Regions from separate parts of the Sparus aurata genome. Here region 2 is linked to region 1. The links are chromatin contacts, called in public Hi-C maps. All regions are on one chromosome and are shown on one strand. Each heading gives the region's core, a stretch centred on a gene start, on an enhancer-like site or on the middle of the called end of the contact. The rest is flanking DNA. Distances are from core to core; before and after follow the strand shown.

Region 1 (5,978 bases), core at 1,482-3,981:
CATTCTATCCAAAGTCAGAATGAAACCGTAATAATGAATTATAAGTAAGGTGCTTTACACAGCTGAACAATAGATGGAAGTTGAAACAATTAGATGACCATATGGATAACAGTCAAGTGTCAATTTTCAAGCAAAAGTGGCAAAAGATAACTACTTCCTTTTCTTTTTGTGAGGATCAACTGCTATTTTCTTTCTAACTTGATAATGTGTTTGGATTTTGGACTGTTGGTCAGAAAAAAAACGAGCAATTTAAAGAAAGTTGTTTTCCACTAGAACACACACACACACACACATACACACACAAACAACCAAAGTACTCGAGTAATGATGAAATGAAAAGGTTACTACAGTAATAAACAATTAGAAGTCATTGCAACCCTACAAGGAACGACTCTGTGCTAAAGAGCCTGTCCTCTCTGTCAGAAAGATTCCAGAGATAAGCTGTGCCAACCTTTGTCAAAGAATGTAGTAGGGGAGAAATGTGATCACTAACCGGCTGCATGTAAATGTGTTTTCACATTTCCTGCTGGACCTGTTAACTTAGGCCAAAATAGTCCGTGTCACATGTGTTGCCTTATCTCTGTGGACTTTCACTGGGTTTACATTCATTTAATACATTTGGCTTGCAGCAGTTATTTGCTTTCTGAGATATATTATAAAGGAGGAACCTGTTTCTTTATTATCACCAGTAAGGGACAAGGAGAAACCAGATATTACTGCACTTACATGCTCTTATTTATCTGGGAATTGTTTGCTTTCTACAGTAACCTGGGCCTGAGTCATGTCTGTCCCTTTAAACAGGGTAGATCACCATATTTACCCACAGTATGTCCCTGTGCAGAGCAGGATTAGTGTATGAACTGCCCACCAACCAACCAATCAACTTACTGGCCAATTAGAGTAATCTGTCCTACAGGATGATAATTATACTAGAGAAATGTTTACCCACTTTGGCATTAAAGCAAGGCTGACAAAGCGCGGGGACATGTCCTCGTACTTTCTATTAGTCTCGTATTCTGTCTCTGTAGCTCATGCGATGATTAGGAAAATGAGTGAATTCAAAATCTTTTTAGGCTTTGAAGGTAATATTAAATACCACTGGATCTGTTGATGTTACAGGTGGTTTGTTCATAGGCATGACTTGAGGTGAACTCACTGACTAACCTTTATTCTTTTTAAAGGCCAGCAGGGGATGACTTCACTTGTGTCAAAAAGTCATGTTAGGTTTAAGTGAAAATGACCCTACTTGTTCTCACTTGTGTTACTACCTTAGTAAACATCTTCCTAATGAGTTTATGGTCTCAGTCGCTGGTTTTAAGCCTCCTTTGATGCAGTGTGATGTTCATTTTGTACATTATGGTCCCATTTAAAGTAAATAGATGCTTTAAAAGACAATAAAGCATATTCTTAAGGGTGTGGCTACCTTGTGATTGACAAGTCGTGCCACAGCGTGTCCTTGGGTTCTCAGTCGTATCCCATCAGGATATACTCCACAACTACACCCACTCATCCAATTACAGTCCCTCCTGGCTCCAAAGATCCAAGATGGCTACAGCCAGGCTACAATGAGCAATTACCACCATAAGTGGTATTGAGCCTTTTGGCTCGTGACATTTAAAAAAAAAAAACACTTGCTTCCTGAAACTCCTCTTCACTGGTTGCATACCAGGCCATTAAGGTCAAATGCACAGCAAGTCACAAAAAAAGAAAGATTAGTGCAGCCTCTCAAAAATAATAATAATTTCATGCAGCCGTACTTTTTCTTCATTTTTTAATTTATTTTTGGATCCCTTCCTTCCTAACAAAGCCCTAAAAACATATTTTCTCAACTGTGAGTGATGGCTCCCACATGAACACCTGCCAAAGTTGTGACAGTTTTGTTTTGGGCAGAAAGTAAAATGCAGAGTTGTAAGGGAAGGGTTTGCTGATGATAACATGGCTTCCGGTGGATGTAGGTGCACCTTCAGCCCACATGGAGGCACAAGTCTGAGGTTTAATGACAGGGACTCCAACAGAGAGGGGTTTTCTATATCACGTTGCCCTGACGTCATTTATTTTGCAGCAGGCCAACCTGGCATATGGTCTGAGAATGGTCAACATGTGCCTCAGAAAGCACTATTTTTAGAATCTGTTTGGATCAGCTGCAGTATCTTTGTGTGTGTGTGTGTGTGTGTGTGTGTGTGTGTGTGTGTGTGTGTGTGTGTGTGTGTGTGTGTGTCTGCTAGTGCTCAGCTTGTGAATGAAGTCATTAAATAAGCTGCGTTTTAATGAGCTCATCAAATGCATCACGTTTTCTCCACTGGAGTGTCAGATCTGCACACTGAAGAGCTGTCTGCTCGAGGTATAAACCTGAGTGAGCGACCAACAGATGATGACAAACCCAAAGCATTTTTCCCAACATTTCACACCTTTTTCTCAAGAGAGCAGCCTCCCAGCTGTAACTCTCTGCTGCCCAGGAGAGGGAAAGAGAAGCTTCTAAAAATAACTGGCAGGCTCTACAGGTTGGTGTGTTGGATGCTGGGAGGCTCCAGGCTCCAGGCTGCAGGCTCCAGGCTCCAGGCTGCCGGCTCCAGGCTCCAGGCTGCAGGTTGGGGCGGGGCTGGATGCTGGGAGGCTCCAGGCTCCAGGCTGCAGGCTCCAGGCTCCAGGCTGCAGGCTGCAGGCTCCAGGCTCCAGGCTCCAGGCTGCAGGCTCCAGGCTCCAGGCTCCAGGCTCCAGGCTGCCGGCTCCAGGCTCCAGGCTGCAGGTTGGGGCGGGGCTGGATGCTGGGAGGCTCTGTGAGCGCCACTGATTTCTTTCCTCCTCCATTGATCAGTGTAGTGGGGAAGGCGGATCCTCTGACGTCGACGTCAAGCTGCTCGGCTGCGTCAGAATCCAGCTGAGCGAAGGAAGAAGGAAACAAGGAATAAAAAGGAAAGAGGTCCAGAAAGGCCGGGGAGAGCGGACGGGCCGTGGCACTGAGGCAGACCTGAGTCGTGCACACCGCGGACAGACAGACGGCCAGAGGGACGGACGGACGGACGGACGGACGGACAGAGAGACATGGAGGGCTCCACGGAAGAAGACTACAAAGAGAAATTATTATGGAACGTCAAACGGGAGGTAGGCGCTGCTGTCTGACGGCTCGTCGAGCTTCACATTTCTAATATTGACTGTGTTGTTTTGTGTCTTTATTCCCGTCCACACCACGACACGAGACTTGGAAGTGTTGCACTCATATTTAGCATGTTCCGACGGGTTTATTGAATATCTCTGAGCTGTGTTGGACTGAATTCTCTTCAGTTTTATAAGATAACTTTACCAAACTGGTGATGAATAAATGGACCTAGGTAAACTGTAGTTACAGGCTTCCAGTATGTGTTACGTCAACATGTTTCCATTATCCAGACTTAAAATATTTCGCATTTAGCTGACACTTCCCTGTTGGTGCAGGTAAAAACAATGCTACAGGGTTAGGGTTGGACTTGGACACTGCTATGGTATTGCTATAATATCTTAATAATATTCCAATAACACAATACAGAAGTTTAAATTGATCAAACCTCACCTGAGGTCTATTTTGTATCATCTCATGTCCGTGTCGGCTTTGACATAATACCAAATTCATTTAAATTAGAACTGCCATTTTTCGTAAGATCCGAGCAACCATTAATAATCCAGACCTGCAGGCAGAAACCCTGAAACCCTCTGCAGGACATCTTTTCACTACAGGTTGTCCTGCTGCCTGTCTCCACCAGCAGCACCGACATCCACAGCTCCAACCCTGTCACAGGCTTTTTGTTCACGTGATGAATGTCTCACATCTCTCCAGCGAGGAATAAATCATTACTCCTTTAACCTCTCTACACACTGCCATTGTAACCCCTCATGCTGCCTTCACCCAGAGTCACAACTGGAAAGATTTCCCTGCGCTGAGGTGTCAGTGTAAATCAAAGGCAGCTGATTGTGAGACTGAATGTGGCAAGGTGTGGCTCACTGACTATACCTCAGTCTGGCTGAGTGTGTAGCGAGCATGTACTCTCTGTCACTATAGCGGAGAGGAAAGGTCAAGCTAAAAATATCAAGACTGGGAAAAAAATACTCTTTTTTGATCATAATCGGCGCTCTCCGTGCTATGTGAGATACGAAGCGTCACATTCACCCAATGGTACTATATTAGTCCTCACTCAGTGCTTCACTTCAGTCACAGAATTGGCTTATTGTATTCAGGATTTCATGTTTGGTGGAAAGTGATATCAGATGAATTCACTATAGCTTAGCTGACAAAATAGTCAAAATACATGCGGACACTTGTACTTTAAAGTGCGCTTCATTGTTAATACATTGCTACTTTAATTGCTGTTACAAAGATAGTTGTAGAAGACTGTGTATGCTGTACTGGAAATGTTTAAAGAAAGGATTCAACCAAAAATATAAATTCAGTCATTATCTACTTACCTGCACGCAGATGGAACTTTGATTAAGGTTTCGTCTCTGACTGTCTGCAGGACTTTCCAAATCTGTCTTTCTAACAGTAACATTTTCATTAATTTCTGTCATGTTCAGAATGAATTGAGAAAAACTGCAGAGTGCATACTGTACTGTAAATGTGTCCATTCAGTTTGAATATCGAGGTTAATAGTTTCCTGTCCTCCAGCCATCATGCCCTGAGCTGCATTTTAAAACACACTGACTTGTGCTCCAGTAGCATAAATTCTTGATGTTTCCTAGTTGTTAACAATTACAGAAAATGAGCTTGTGTGTCAGCTGGATGCTTTATATTTCTAAGTGGGTAAAGAAAAGTACTAGAACAAGTAGGTCTGTATGTCTGGTATGTTGAGAAAATGACATGACTTGAGTGTGGTGAGCCTTTAAAACCAGAAAAAAACACAGCAAACCTTGACGATTTGTTATTCTGACCATCTTTTAGTGAGCTCAGATTGACTATTTTTTGATAAACCCAGAACAAAAGTATCTGATCAGGTTTTAGGCTTAGATTGATTTTCTCTCATATGAAGTTATCACTGTTGCTTCAGAACCATATCAATCTGTTGTTGTGCTATTGTAGTATTTTGTCCAAAAATGCAACATGTTTCCCACTTTATTTACACAGCAGAGAGTTGGTGTAGACTCTGTGTGCATCTAGTATAAAAATCAATGGTGCGATTGGCCACAGTTCATCAGTGAGATGCTAGTCAATGCCTTCTGACATTTTAAAGTGTAACAAACTGGGCTGTGAGACAGTGGTTTGAACAAAGCCCACTAGCTTCTGCTTGAAAGCTCCCTGTCTCTTTAAGCAGCACTCTGCTATCTCAGTATTGCTTGGCAACTGAAAGCTTTAGCAGCTCCCAAAGAAGTTAAATTGCATCAGTTGGCGATTAATATCACAGCAGTGTGGCAGCCCAGTCAGGCGGTCTCTTGTACCGATACACAAAGTGCCTTTCTATTTTCACCTGCTTTCCATCAGGATCCTTGTGTGCCTGGTACATACAGAGGTGTTGTCTGTGGACAGTTAAAGCAGCAATCCGTGAAAAGATTAAAGGTTTATCTAAATGTTTATAAAAAAGCACTGGAGGTGAACCAGCTGTTTACAAGAAATACTGCAGCTGTAACAGGTGTTTTACTTACTGCAACCAATAAAGGTGTCCCATTCTTATGTACTGAGAATCCTCACAATCAATTTATATCCCTAAAGAGAAGTATGGTCGCCATTCACACAGTGTCTCCAACAAGCGCTGTCTTTTATTACATATTTTCTTTATATTAACTTCCCCACCTTCACCGCCTTTCTCAGTCATTTTGACTCTAATCCACAACTATAGAGTCATCAGTCATTTGCAAAAAGGTGTAAAAGCAAACACCTTTTTTCTGCAGAAGTACAGTGTTTTTGAGTATGCGCTGTCATATGCCCAAAGCTCTGTGACAAATGTGGTAATGACAGATGATTGAGTGAGCTCAGGGACGACTGTGATCCTGTTGTCTGAGCTACATATTGTTAA
Region 2 (5,978 bases), core at 1,413-3,912, 220 kb after region 1:
CACATAATCCCCAGAATAGCTCCACTTATCTTCCACCTGAGCAGAGGTCTAATCAGCAACAACTGAAAACATGTGTGGATGTGCAGGACTGTCGGGATCCATTTCTGTGGTTTCAGACTGATAGGTCGCACTAACAAAAATGGTGTTTTCATGATATTTCACTGGCAACGGAGGTCCACTACATGTAAGTAGGCTACTGAGGGACAGGAGATAGAAAGGCTTTCTACCTGCAGCAATAGCTCCGACCAGCGGCTGGAGGGTGACAGCCCAGGGGTAGTTCCAGGCCCCAATGATGAGCACCACTCCCAGGGGCTCCGGCTGGATATAAACCTCATCTCTAATGGTGAGGAGGTTCTTCTCGACCGGCCGTGGAGCCGCCCACTCTGCCAGCTTCTCCACAGCCAGCTTGATCTCATTCTCAATACCAATCAGCTCCAAGAGCGGTGTGTCATACTGGCTCTGCGGGACAGTCCACATATTACACACACATACAGCACATGTTACATGCAGCAGAGTACTGTATCTCCACTCACCCTGTTGATGTCTTGTTTGAGAGCAGAGGAGATCTCAGTCTCTTTCTCAGTGATCATCCTCTGCAGGGCGTGTAGCTGCTGCAGTCTGAACTCCACAGGCCGAGTCCTGCCGCTCAGGAAGGCCTCGCGGGCCCGCTGCAGCGCCTGCCTCTCCATACACACAGCCGGAGGACAGCTGGGGGCTTCTGCAACTGTAGACACACATGTGAGGCAGGCAGCAGGCTTGTCTGTTCGCAATATACAGTAACAGCAGCAGTGACATGAACTGATATTTAAAGGGTAACTCCACCAGTTGTTCACATTGAAGTGTGTTTACAGGTGTTGAGGGGCACTACTGCATGTGTGGAAAACATAGTATTAAGTCCTTTGTGGCTCCAGAGGAAGCTGCATGTAGTCTGACAAATTGTCTAAAGCGCTGTCACTCAGTGGCTATGTTGCATTGTGGGTAATGTAGTTGCCAGGTTTGAAAAGGAATAAAGAAGCCTACATTAAAAAGATGGGGTGGCTGTAGCTTAGTGGGTAGAGCTGGTGGACTAGTGATCGGGAGGTCGCTGGTTCGAATTCTGGCTCCCCTGGGGTGGAACTGAGCTACATGCTGAAGTATCCTTGAGCAAGATACTGAACCCCAAAATTGCTCCTGATGTGCAGTTGGCACCTTGTGTGGCAGCCACTGCCATCAGCAAGGGTCCTGCAATGAGCTGGCGACTCATTCATCATCATTCACTCATTCTTCACCCACAGTAACTGGATTTGGCCCTAGTAAGCCCCCCTGAAAAAGGGGGGAAAAACATCTCTGCGACCCTCACGGAAAAAGAAAAGAAAAAAAAACAAAAACGGAACATTAAAAAGATGATATCTCTGGTTCTGCTGTATTGACTTTGATAATTTGGGTAGAAATTCTCCATAATGAGTCTGACAGGGTTATAGATGCACCACTGGCAAAATTGACAATTAAAAAAAAGAAAAGAAAAGGAAAACAAAATATTTTATAAAATAATTCCCCGGGCAGGCGGAGGTGCCAAGGTGTTTGCTGGAAGTTAATCATATGATATTAGAAGTTTGATCACTTTTATTACTGTAATTTGACACTCTAAGAATTCATTCTATTCGAAAAAATGTTTTAATAATGTAACTGGTCTGTCATGATTCCATGCTCCTAATTTATCATGCTAACTCACTGGCAACATCATATTACACAGTACTTCATCACAAATGTGTTTTCCCGTCAGCTGTTCAGGTTGTTGTCATACCAGTGTCTAATGATAACCTATAGATAACACAAGTGGCACCGTGTGTAGTTACTCAACCTACCAGCATTCAGACACTCTGAGTCCGGTATACACACAACAACTCATACACAGGAAAAGTTCCAATGAACGACAGATTTGGGATTTTTATTGGTCTTACTGAATGAATTTTCCACGCAGGTGTCACTGCCAGCACCATCAGAAGACCTCTGCTGAGCTTTCTGATTGGATGCAAACACGGATTAAAAGAACCCTCCTGGGTGTTCTCCTTCATGATCCTTGTATCGTCAGTCATGTCTTATTGTCTTATCTCCGCAGTAAAAACCATTGTTAACTAGATGTAAATGTAACATATTGCTCAGTCTCATCTTGTTGTACTGGTGACTGACGGATGGAGCTTCCAGAGAGCCTGACGAGCTTCCACTGCTGGTTTATTCTCAGGTCATACAACTGACAGGCTGCATTAATAACTCATTTGCAGTATGTGGGCTTTTCACACCGCGTCTTACATTCAACGACTACGAAACACCACGACGCATCGATTATTTGATCACATAGTCAGTTAACAAATTCAGAAGAAACTGGACATTACTATTTAAACTTACCTGTGCTCAGGTCAGACGCATCCAGTGGACTCAGATATCACAAAATCAAAAATACCAGTTCAATAATCCGTCAGTGGTCTGATGTGAGCGCGGATCAGATGTCCGACACGCTGCAGGTCACACTGACTGACTGACTGACTGAGGCTCATTGTACACTGTTTAACAGTCAGGCTGCTCCAGGATCACTTTACTGACTGTAACCAGCAGCTTCAGTCTGACCGCCCAGCACACTGAGATCCCTGATAACATACATCACACACCCCCACCCTCAAACACACACACACACACACACACACACACTCAAAGTAGCATATTTTAATGAAATGATTCTAGCCTTGCTTGTAGCTCACCTGCTTGTGTTTCTTCTTGTGCAGCCATCACTTCATTTGAACTATCAGGGAGATCTAGTGTCTTAATAACAGCGTTATCAATCATGTCATAAACGACAGTGACCTTGGGAGCTTGTTAATGATATGCTACTGTTAAGATATGTCTTTGTTCAAACTCATCCATCAGTCAAGTGCAGGGAGAAAAACAAATGTCAATGAATTATATTACTGATGTTTAATTGCAGAAAGTCAGGACCACAAAACTGACACAGGCATGATATTCACAGTCTGCATTCCATGTTAGAGATCATTTGTGAGTGCATTGGTATTCATTGTGTAGTTAAATGGATGCCATCACTGCTACAGCGGTGAAATGTTTCGAAGTTCAAAATCTATGAGTAAAATCACTATTTATAAGGTTAAAAATGATCTTGGACAGATTATATTGCTGTAGAATTGATTTAAAACAATTAAAAAACAACATCTATAGCAGCTTTTGGAGTAACAGAAAACACATATTCTTAAATACAAACGTCAGTCAAATATATCTACGTGCATGAGAAATGATATGGGACAGTAAATTAACAGAGTGCTGAATTTCACTGCAGCTCAGGAGTCCACCTGGTCCTGGTTCTGCTGCTCGGCGTCATCGCAGGAATCTCTGCAAGAACCACAACGTACAATTTCAGTGTCAGGACACGGATGCAAACTGTTTGAAATACAGAGATGACAGATAGTTCAACTGTCGTCAGGAGCACAACAAGTGTGGATGTCAACAAAGGTGGTGGGGTAGACCTAAACAAAAGGGACCATTTATCAGGGAAGAGTGAAGCATGCTGGGTAATTAAAGAGAGGGTAGATGAGGGGGCATTGTGTGGTTGGATTTCCTGGACAACGCCACACTTTGTCTGCAGGGAACAAAGCCATTGTTGTGTGAGAGTACGAGCCTGTAGGACTGTGGGTATGTGTGTGTGTGTGTGCGTGTGTGTGTGTGTGTGTGTGTGTGTGCGTGTGTGAGTCGGGGGCTATCTGGGTATCTCTGGAAACAGTATTTATTGTTATTTAACAGTCATCACACAAATACTGCACTGATGAAAACATACCTCTCACTTCAACAGTTTCTCTTTCATTTGTTATGTGGGGCAGAACTGCTGCGTGAAACACAAAGGCTTCCTGTTATTAAAGACAGTATGATCCCTTCAGACAACCTTTACAGTACACACCAGGACTGGTTAATACTTAATAAACACCTCCATCTTAAACCTGAGTGACACAATGGGACATATAGTGTGTCAATTATTAACTTACAGGTTAACAACATCTTGTTATGTAGGACAAGTCATTAGAGACATCTATTGGTTGACAGAAAAGACATGGCTGCAACACTGTTTTTCTTTTTGGACAATGAATCCTAATCCAATTCTCCATCAGTAGGAGGTTGAGGAGATAGTGACAGAGACAATTTTAGACCATTTTTTAGGTGAACTGTAGCTTTAAGGTCTTAGGCAGAGGTCAGAGGTTGATATTTGTTCAGGAATCCTCTGGGTCACACTCGGTTGGATTCCTACAGGATGGGAGTCAGTTTACTATTCATCAGGTGACTGGGACGGGACAGGAAAAATTGTCAACAGGAGAGGACAGGACGTCGATCATTTTAACAATCGGTTAGTTTTCATATAAGGATTTGCAGTTCTTATAAGAATAATGTCTATTTTCTTTTATTTTTAATAACACTTTTAGCTGGTTGCTAGTATGATGCAGCCACATGACCAGTACATGAATTGAGGACTGTGGATGAAAGACAAGAAGGTGCAGAAAAATTACCCCCCAATAATATGGGACAGCCCTCTTTCTTTTGGCACTGCATTCCTTCAACTGTATTATGTATGTATTCCTACGCACAAGTGCTGCTGTGCCTGCCATGAGCTGTATTACACTGCAAATCAGCTGTTTAGGTTGGACTTGTAAAGGTTGAGCGAGGTCAAGGCTGTCGGTGCTACTTGCTGCTTCTCCAGACGAGGAGAGCCGACATCATCTACTGCAGATAATATACTGACTATGGAACAAGTACCTCATGCAACCACACTTCAAAAGACCTCAACTATCACTTTAAGCATTCATATCTGCTTCTTGAACACGTCAAACAGGATCTGATCACTCGTGTCATATCAGTGTGGGATAAATCTCTCCAGTTCCTCCAGTTATTTAGTAACTGGACCTAGAGTTAGGTATCTAGTTTCAAATCCAAGTATGTTGATAGCAGATTCTGGTCTACAGAATTTCACCTTCTCTAAAAGTCAGCAGCTACAAAATCTTCATTCAGCTTTGTTTTGATCATACAGGCCATAACATGCCAGGTATAATGATATGCCCAGTGTGGTCTGAGGGGCGACTGTCAAATATGACACATAAAATTCCTCTCCTGTTGTCTCTCATTAAAATCAGCAGTTCAGCTGATCTGTACTTTGAACAGGATTATGTTCTTGATGATCTCAGTCAATGATTGTAAGACACAACAGTTCAATTTCACACATCTGCCCAAAAATTCATTCAAATCAAATCAGGCAGTGCAGCGAAAATTCATTTTAATGAGGGCTGTCCATTTTAGCTGCAATGGTGCTGGATTCAGGGGTTCCTGGAAAAAAACTGAAGAGGCCAAGCAAGTTTAGGACTGTTCAGAGACTGTGACTGAAGATGGAGATGGACAACTTGGTTCTGAAGAAACGCAGCACTGGATGTATCACCTGGCAGTGCTTTGGATTCTGCAAGGAAACACGGTTATCTGCAAAATGTGCCACCAAACCATTGCCAAAAAACTACCACATGAAATGCCATCCACTACTAACTGTGCCTCAAAGTCTGCATGTCCACTTCTCCACCCACAACAAAGAAAAGCTCAATGGAACCAGCCCCAAAGCACATTATTGTGGCTTTTTTCCTGATGATCATGTGTGATCGATGTGCATCACCACAGACAACAGGACTAATATAATAAAAGCTGTGTGCCTGAATGAGCAGACAAGACTGTAGTGTTTTGGCTGTCATCTGCACCTTGTGACTTATGAGTATTTGTGTAGGTTTGCCTCCCCCTAATAATCATTTTTATTATCAACAATGGTAAATATAACTAAGATAGCATTTCATTATTTGTCACGGGCAATTAAAAACTGTATTAGTATTTCATGATTTGAGAATGAAGCGACAGTAGGAAGGCCTATCATACCATTATTTACTTTCATTTGTTTAAAGCTTCCGTATGAGTGC

Evidence for each region. A called contact is a pair of places that touch in the nucleus more often than the background predicts.
Region 2: a Hi-C map of an unstated tissue shows a contact between it and region 1, with 2.9 times the contacts expected there. The contact joins the promoter of LOC115572848 here to the promoter of sgsm2 in region 1. A contact is called at or near these places in 2 of 2 Hi-C or Micro-C datasets (skeletal muscle and an unstated tissue).

Annotation. Positions count from the first base shown.
Region 1 is chr2:31,901,424-31,907,401 of fSpaAur1.1, forward strand. sgsm2 (small G protein signaling modulator 2) reads left to right here and starts at 2,732. Exons shown (of 25, transcript XR_003981164.1): 1 at 2,732-3,102.
Region 2 is chr2:32,116,872-32,122,849 of fSpaAur1.1, forward strand. LOC115572848 (aldehyde dehydrogenase, dimeric NADP-preferring-like) reads right to left here and starts at 2,663. Exons shown (of 11, transcript XM_030403314.1): 1 at 2,386-2,663; 2 at 534-724; 3 at 228-459. The coding sequence starts at 689. LOC115572817 (aldehyde dehydrogenase family 3 member A2-like) reads right to left here. Exons shown (of 12, transcript XM_030403297.1): 11 at 3,818-3,862; 12 at 2,930-3,375. The coding sequence ends at 3,848.